Regions from separate parts of the Zea mays genome. Here region 2 is linked to region 1. The links are chromatin contacts, called in public Hi-C maps. All regions are on one chromosome and are shown on one strand. The core of a region is the stretch at or near the end of the contact, and the rest is flanking DNA. Distances in the headings are between cores, read along the strand shown.

Region 1 (4,175 bases), core at 1,107-3,606:
GAACAAGGCAAGCTACACAACAAGGAGATGATTGCAGTTAAGTATGGTAAGCAAACCATATGGGACATAGGAGACTCAAGATACATTTGCTTCTTCGAATTCAAGTTAGGTGATTCACACACTAATTGGTATTATATGCTAAGCTCTCATTTAGAACATCGTAAAAACCACATTAGAGGGAGTCACTCCAATAATATTGATGATCATCAATCTTTGAACTTCACAGAAGGTATATACTAAGTCCACTTTTCTAGTTTGTTAAGTTTTCCCACTAGCAATGCGGGTAAGACTCTAGTATTATTATAGCTCACGAAATATTAATTAAATTAGATGGGCTAGCCCATTTAAATTCAACAAGCACTCCCTCTATTTGTTTAAAAAAACTTTATTTTAGATATATATTTGCCCCTAAAACAAAAGTCCTTTTAGAAGAAGGAAGGCTAGATGTAAAAAGGGAGAGCCAGGTCGGTTCATCTCGAAATTGACCCATCGTTTCGCAACCTCCGTCGATCCATTTTAACATGGGATGTGGCGTGGCTGGGACACCACCACATCAAGTGACCTAACCTAGCCCAATTGGATCCTAGGTCTAGGAGTGTAATCGAATCAGATATGGACTGATATTGCTTTTTCCATATTTGTTTTCGTATTTTCTCTTCGAATCAGATATGTATATTATCGACATCTTAAACATCCAACTTTGAGTATAAGAATACTAATATAAATTAGATACTGAATACTCGAAATCGAATACGGATCAAATCTCAACCATTTTAAATAGATCAAACTCGAATATTGATAAATAATATCAACATTCAGCACCAAACAATAGTTTTAACAAAATTTAACAATTTCATCAATCCAGTAGCATCAATCAATATATCATAGATGTAAATTGGAGATAGTGTATTGAATTCGAATGGCCCACATGTCAGATAACAGATATAAAGATATGATATATATATGCAAAATAATATCTATAGATATTTTATTATATCCATACTTGTACATATGGATAATAAATGTCAATATATCCATATCTAATATATAATTACTCACTATTATTTATTCATATCCTTACCCTGGAGTAGAGTTCTGTCTTGAAGCCTTGAAGATCCACCGGCGCGGAATCTCATCGATTGGCTAGACGCCTACGTGTGGCGTGGCCCACCCGACTCTGACAACGCGGCTTTGCATGGACCTCCCGACGACCATTTCAAAAGGGTTCAGAATTTGGCTGCTCATGCGTTCACACAACTCGCTTTTGATCGCGACAGAAGCGCCTTTCTTTTGCGGTTTAGGCCGTACCAGTACAACCGCATAAAATTGACCTGGCTGTGGACTATGGTCACTGCTCCGTACAAGGAGACTCCCTGCACGGGGACCCGTGCTGAGCTTGGGCAACAAGAGTGGCAGGGGGTGGACCCAACAAGTGTGCCCGCCGATCGAGGCAGCGGTGGACCGACCGACCGTGGTCGTCGACGACGCTGGCTTTCCATGCAATGCAAGCGCCCTCAGTGACGCACGGGAAAAGGCGCATGCGGCGGCGGGGATCCTTTGCGGACAGGAGATGACGATGAGCGAGCGGTGGACCCAGCCAGACGGGTACCTAGGTGGGGCCCGCACCTCAGCGGCCGCCGGCCGCAGCCCACCGGCACGGCACGGCGTCCGCATGTGATGGGAATGGGATGGGCGGATGGCCAGCCGGCAGCCACCGCAAGCGCGGCAGCGACGCGGTTTCCGTAGGGCCCCACTCCACCGTCCGGTCCTCTCCTTTCGCTTTCCTCTTCCGCACCCATCGCTACGCACACCCTGAACCCCTACTACTACGTAGAGGCCTCATCAGCTGCTTATGTTTTCTTTTTCGTGTTTCTTGTTTTTGAAAAAAATCATGTGCACCTACTCCTATACTCTGCTCCACTCGTCCTCATAAAACATAAAGGAAAGAACTATTCCAACATTCAAATTTGTCTTGAGTTATAAGAGATAAAGTGTAATCCTTTTTAAAACCGAGTTTAAAAAATGATTAGATCGGCATACATATATAACCAAAGTATCAAGTATGGTTATATCACGAATGTCTTCCTATGATCAAGAGGTAGTTAAATACATCATTTGTTTCGCGCCCTAGAATTTCTAAAGACACCTTGTGTTCCACAAACAACAAGGAGGCAAGACATTAGGGCCAATTTTAGCTCACCTGCGTCTCTCAAATGCTGCTATGCTAATGTTTCGAAAGATTCTACTGAAAATGATGGTGTAGACAGCCCGTGTGCTCCCACCATTTCGGCCTCGCAACGCTGGCTGCTCACAGTATAAATTCCCGCTGGCCGCCGTCGCCTCCCGCTACCCGCCTCACCTTTCCTCGCCTACGCCTACCCCCACCACCTGTCACCCCAATCCAATTCCAAGCTGCGAGCTGTCGAGCTGCTGCACCTCCCCTCTCTCGCTAGTCGCTTCCATTCCCTTCGTCACATGGCGGCAAACCGCTGCACCGGCCTCGACCCAATCTGGACCCACGCCGGCGCCAGCCACTGCTACTTCTCGTCGCCCCCCGGCTGCCTCACCTCCGCGGCCGCCTTCGAGAACTCGGCGCTCACCTCGGCGCTCCGCGCCTCCATTGCGCCTGCCCACGCCAGCTCCGCCGCGGCCCGGCCCTTCTCCCCGTCCACCCCGTCCTCCTCGACCTCGTCCGCCTCCGAGCTCCTGTCCAGCGGCCACGACGCAGCTCCCGCGCCGGTGTCCAGCAGGCCGGGCCAGCCGCCCGCCGCCCGGGCCGTGGCGGGAGGACCTAGAGGGGGCCGCGTCGCCAAGCGCAAGCCGCGCCCGTCGCGGCGCCCGCAGACCACATACATCACCGCCGACCCCGCCAACTTCCAGCGCATGGTGCAGGAGATCACCGGCCTCCCCGCCCCTGGGCCCTCCTCCTCCTCCTCCCCCGCTGCCGCCGTCGCCGCGCCCAGCTGGACGCCCGCCGCGCCCGCGTGCGTGCTCCCGACACTGGACACGTCCGCTTTCTTCCTGCTCGACCGCGCCGCCGCTGCGCCAGCGCCGGTGGACAGGAGCCCGGGCGCGCGCGCGTGGACCGCGACGCACACGCACGCCGCCGTGGCAGCTGGGGCCGACGGCTCGGACTCGGCGGCGCTGCTAGAGCTGGAGGCACTGGTGCGCGCCATTGAGGGCGAGTGTGGCTTCCCGGCCCTGGAGAGCTCGGGGCTCATCTGATGAGTTGGGATTGGAGCTTTTGTCCGTCCGAATGTCCGATGGCACATGATCGGACGGCGGATGTCGGTTGAGCCGATGCCTTTGAGATGTATACTAGCAAGAAGTATTAGGCTGCTGCCTGCTTTTAGTTGAGTACATCTCTTCTCCATGAGGATTACATGCATGGTTCCTTCTATTCTAGTCAGTTAAGGAGATGACAGTGTTAATTACTTATTCCGTAATGAAATCTGATGGCTTTCTTAACGTGAAGGCCTTTGCGTGTTCCCTATTTACCTTTTGAGACTTTCAGTTTTTTCAGCAATCAGGAGTTCATGACTCAGGAGTAGAGATGGCAATGGGTACCCGAAACCCGAAACCCGGTGGGTTTTTACCCTATTAGGGGACGGATACGGGCTAATATCCAAACCCACGGGTTTCTTAATGGGTGATAAGCTAAACCCAGCGGGTACGCGGGTACGGGTATGGGATCCTAGTACCCATACCCGCAAACCCATGGGTTTCTAAAACCCGGCATAATATTATTAAACAAACAAAAAGTTCATTTTATGGCCTAGTAAACATGGTTGGCAGCCCAGCCCATTAGCTATCTATGAAATCTAGAGCCTCAGTGCAGGAACGATTGGCTAGCATCCGAATGAGCCCAGCCTAGTAAACATGGTTGGCAGCCCAGCCCATTAGCTTTCTTGTCGGGCACGGGTAGCCCGCGGGTACCCGGTACCCGGGTGGGCACGGGTACGGGCAAAAACTTGTACCCGGCTGCGGGCATGGGTTTCTTAGCGGGTATATTTTAATTTCACGGGTACGGGTTTGGGAACATAGTACCCAGCGGGTACGCGCCCGTTGCCCTCTCTACTCAGGAGGGGATCAGGGGAGTTGCACGTAACAGCCCCATGGTTCTGGTTTCGTTAAACGGCAGCCAAAAATGGCAGCCATCAGGCCATGCAAATATG
Region 2 (4,175 bases), core at 1,134-3,633, 160 kb before region 1:
AAGCTCCTCAAACTCATCATAGTAGTCATCCTCCTGTTACCGGATTCTAAGCAAACAAGTTCCATAGGGGTGAGCTCACTTATGGTGGGGACTCAGCAAGTGTGTAGAAAAAGTGCAGTGTAAGACTTACCATGTAATATAGCTTAGGCTGAGCATTTAATTTTTAATTTTGTTGTGGAAAAATTTATTAGCAATTACTAAGTATAAGTTCATACCATTCCAATTAAATAAATGAACATAAATGAAATACCAACAATAAAATGCATATCTTGTTTAATTTAATTCTATAATTTATTCTTGTGAGAGGCCCGAACCGCTCGTAACCATGAGTGTGACTGATATATCAGCTTTACACTCTGCAGAGGTTGTGTATCTTTACTCACAAGTCGTGTAAAAGTTCAATGAACTTTGCACCCAACTACGATGTGCTGATCACGCACAATGCAACACTTATAGGTGTGATTGCATAATGACACTACACGACCTTTACAAAGTTCCACTAGCATGAGAAAATCCACTATGGTTTCAGAAAGAGGTGGTATAGGTCTTCCTAGGTCCAAAAAGCCATCACAGTATGATTTGCCCAACACTATACTTAAGCAATTCCTCCATGCTTGCCGTTTTAGGTAAGATTCTCACACGCTAGCTTTCTTAATTAATTAGCCAAGATAAGAACACATATAGTCCTTGTAGTTGCACTGTTTTTTCAGTTGGTCCCTCCATGTCCCAATAAAACAAAGTGACCTTATAATGCATAATAATGAAGTCAACAATAATAACTCATAATAAAACATGATCATGATTCATGTGTATCATTATCACAAAAACCAAGTAGATCACTAGCAGTTCTACCCAATATTAAGTAACCCAGAAGTAAACAAGGTATAGGGAAAACAAATCTAGGTAACCTATTAGGTCCCGTCTGGTTAACCTAATTATGCAATGCACAGGTGAGAACAATCCACTAAATATTATATAGGTCAAACAACATGATCAAGGAGACACTTGCCTTCCTTAGCAAACTCCTGCTGCTTAGATGCTTCTATAGGTTGGGCTTCAAATTCCTCTATCGAGGATTTCCCCATAGTGAATTTATGGGTTAGGGTGGTTCAGGCTCTCGTCGTAAGTATTAGGGCTCTCGTCGTGGGTATTAGGGATCTTGTCGTGAGATAATTTCTGACACCCGGTGTTTTGGTGGTTATTGATCTGTTATGTTCTAGTTTGTGCTCTTGGGGCTCCCCCACCTCTCCTTATATAGTCTAAGTAGGTGGGATGCTGTAGGTGTGAATACAAGTATGTTACATGATAGATCTAATTTGGTAACCTAGTCCTTTGAGAATCCAACTTTCTATAATTATAAGTCTGCCTTCCTTATCCATTAGATTCTTGTCTTATCTGCTTATGACTTTGTCTTGTATGTTGGGATGTTATCCTATCTACTAAAGAATCTAACTTGTCTATCCTATATATTCTAGTAACATCTTTGTCATATTAGTACTTTTTGAGTCCTACTCATATTAGACCCCTAATAATTATGACGACTAAGTCAAGGGACAAGAAATCTTTTATGGCACACTTGAAAAAGGTAGCTATTTTGACCAAAACAAAAGCATTTGAAAAAATGAGAGAAATTTTCGAACTTAAGAAATGCTTGCAAATAGAAAAGGCTTTCAAAATATTTCAAAACTTTGCGAAATAAAAAATACCAAGTGATACAAATGTGGTCAAATATGTTAAAATTACAAACAACGCATATTCAGCTTAGAACTGAGAAGGCGTGAACGGAGAACGGCGGCACCGGCACGCAGGGTCTACGAATTAGGTTAATTGGCGATTTGGTGAAGCGTATATGGTACACGGACGTGAAGTCGTGATGGCCGTAGGCTCGTAGCACGACTGCGTGAGTTGTGGCCTGTACGAGAGGCTGGGCTGTCCATGTTTTGAGCCGATCAACTAATGAAACATTTGAGCTGATTAAATTAATCAATACTATACTTAACTACATACTTGAGGGAGGCCCAACAATTTGGGGGCCAGAGCGGCCGCCCAGCTCATCCCAAATAAAATAGGTTCTATTGTTGCCTGGAGAAATGAAGAATAGGAAAATCACGGAGAGGGAGGGAAATAGTGCGAGAAGCGTGCGGCTAGAATGGTTGATTGGGCTCCCTCTCAGACCCCCACACAGTCACACATGGCGCGCGGCGATTAGAAGCCCCGGATTACACCTCATCGCCATTCGCCACTTTTTTTATCTATCCTATACCAACTACCACATATTATATCATTTTTCTCACACTTTTTTATCCAAAAAAAATCCATCATCGGCGGGTCGCTGTCGCGCACAGTGGATAGACCATTCACCCAGTACGCACGCTCGTGCATGCATGCATATTCTATCGGTTTAGCGTTACGCACGCTCGAAGTAGCGTTCACTCGTACGCTACAGTGCATAGAGTATCTCGTCCAGTCGCCCGCTACAGCAAAAATTTCTACGCTATGCTTTAGCGTTCGCGTGTCCGGTAGCAAGTGCGGCTAGCCTTATCTAGTTATCTGTCACCGCTCGCAATCCCCGCTGCCATGTCACCACCGCCCAGCTCGTCGCCATCCCGCAGCATGACTTCATGAGCGCACCGCATATACGCCTACTCCCCGAACAGCTCGCTCCGGCTGCCCAGTCCTCGCCAGTCACCACCGCCCAGCTCGTCGCCAGTCGCCACCAATGGCCTCCTCCGCCATGGAGCTCTCGCTCGTCAACCCCGCCGCGACGCACCGCCACCGAGGCGGCCTCGTCGGCCTGCCCCTCGCCCGGCGCTCCGTGGTACGCTTCCGCGTGTCCGCGGCCGCCGCGCCGCCCAAGTCCTCGGGCCCCAACAAGCGGGGCAAGACGGAGATCCAGGAGACGCTGCTCACTCCCCGCTTCTACACCACCGACTTCGACGAGATGGAGCGCCTCTTCAACGCCGAGATCAACAAGCAGCTCAACCAGGCGGAGTTCGACGCGCTGCTGCAGGAGTTCAAGACGGACTACAACCAGACCCACTTCGTGCGCAACCCCGAGTTCAAGGCCGCCGCCGACAAGATGGAGGGCCCGCACCGCCAGATCTTCGTCGAGTTCCTCGAGCGCTCCTGCACCGCTGAGTTCTCCGGCTTCCTCCTCTACAAGGAGCTCGGTCGCAGGCTCAAGGTTCCTTCATGTTTCTTTGCCTTGCCTTGCCTCGTCTGGAGCATTTCATCGACCATCTGGTGGGCGTGTGCTGATACCCTGCTTTTCTTCTGCAGAAAACTAACCCGGTCGTGGCGGAGATCTTCTCGCTCATGTCCAGGGACGAGGCGCGCCATGCTGGGTACGAACCTTATCTCTTTTCATGCAATCCAATAACAATGCGTGCAATTAGTAGCCAAAAAAAATGCATCCTTATAAAGATTAGGAAATATAATTGTTTGCCTGTCCCATGAACACTTATGTCAGTGTTGCTACCTCAATTTGACAAGGAATGCGGATATTCTAAGTTTGCAGAAATAATTTAAACGAGCCTGGTTACATGAGCAAACAAAATACTCATTTTTCAATGTAGTCGGTAGTATTAATTATGTCAATGAATTGGGGGTTGCTTCCAGCAACTGCCCATAAGAATTCAGGCATGCATGTTTTCCTGATTGTGTTCAATTTGAGGCTCTAGGGTAATGATGAGGGCATGGAGAAATTCAGCTGAAAGTTTCATGTGATTTGCACTGTGTAGGTTTTTGAACAAGGGTCTGTCTGACTTCAACTTGGCGCTGGACCTGGGGTTCCTCACCAAGGCTAGGAAGTACACCTTCTTCAAGCCCAAGTTCATCTTCTATGCCACCTACCTGTCCGAGAAGATTGGGTACTGGAGGTACATCACCATCTTCAGGCACCTCAAGGCGAACCCAGAGTACCAGGTGTACCCCATCTTCAAGTACTTCGAGAACTGGTGCCAGGACGAGAACAGGCATGGTGACTTCTTCTCTGCCCTGCTGAAGGCTCAGCCGCAGTTCCTCAATGACTGGAAGGCCAAGCTCTGGTCACGGTTCTTCTGCCTCTCGGTAATTTTTCGAGCTATTCTTTTGCTATGTATGTAGATCGATTAACTCCAAAGGTTGTTGTGCCCCATTGCTGATAGCTGTGTTACTTGACCTTTTGCAGGTGTATG

What was found. Hi-C and Micro-C count contacts between places; a contact is called where the count stands out from the background.
Region 2: a Hi-C map of bundle sheath shows a contact between it and region 1, with 3 times the contacts expected there. The contact joins the promoter of LOC103650025 here to the promoter of LOC100280416 in region 1. A contact is called at or near these places in 7 of 25 Hi-C or Micro-C datasets (bundle sheath, ear, endosperm and 2 more).

What each region holds. Positions count from the first base shown.
Region 1 is chr3:45,015,387-45,019,561 of Zm-B73-REFERENCE-NAM-5.0, reverse strand. LOC100280416 reads left to right here and starts at 2,356. Exons shown (of 1, transcript NM_001153339.2): 1 at 2,356-3,492. The coding sequence starts at 2,476. The coding sequence ends at 3,225.
Region 2 is chr3:45,172,549-45,176,723 of Zm-B73-REFERENCE-NAM-5.0, reverse strand. It overlaps LOC103650025 (magnesium-protoporphyrin IX monomethyl ester [oxidative] cyclase, chloroplastic), which reads left to right and starts at 2,383. Exons shown (of 5, transcript XM_020550194.3): 1 at 2,383-3,184; 2 at 3,280-3,344; 3 at 3,741-4,068; 4 at 4,169-4,175. The coding sequence starts at 2,720.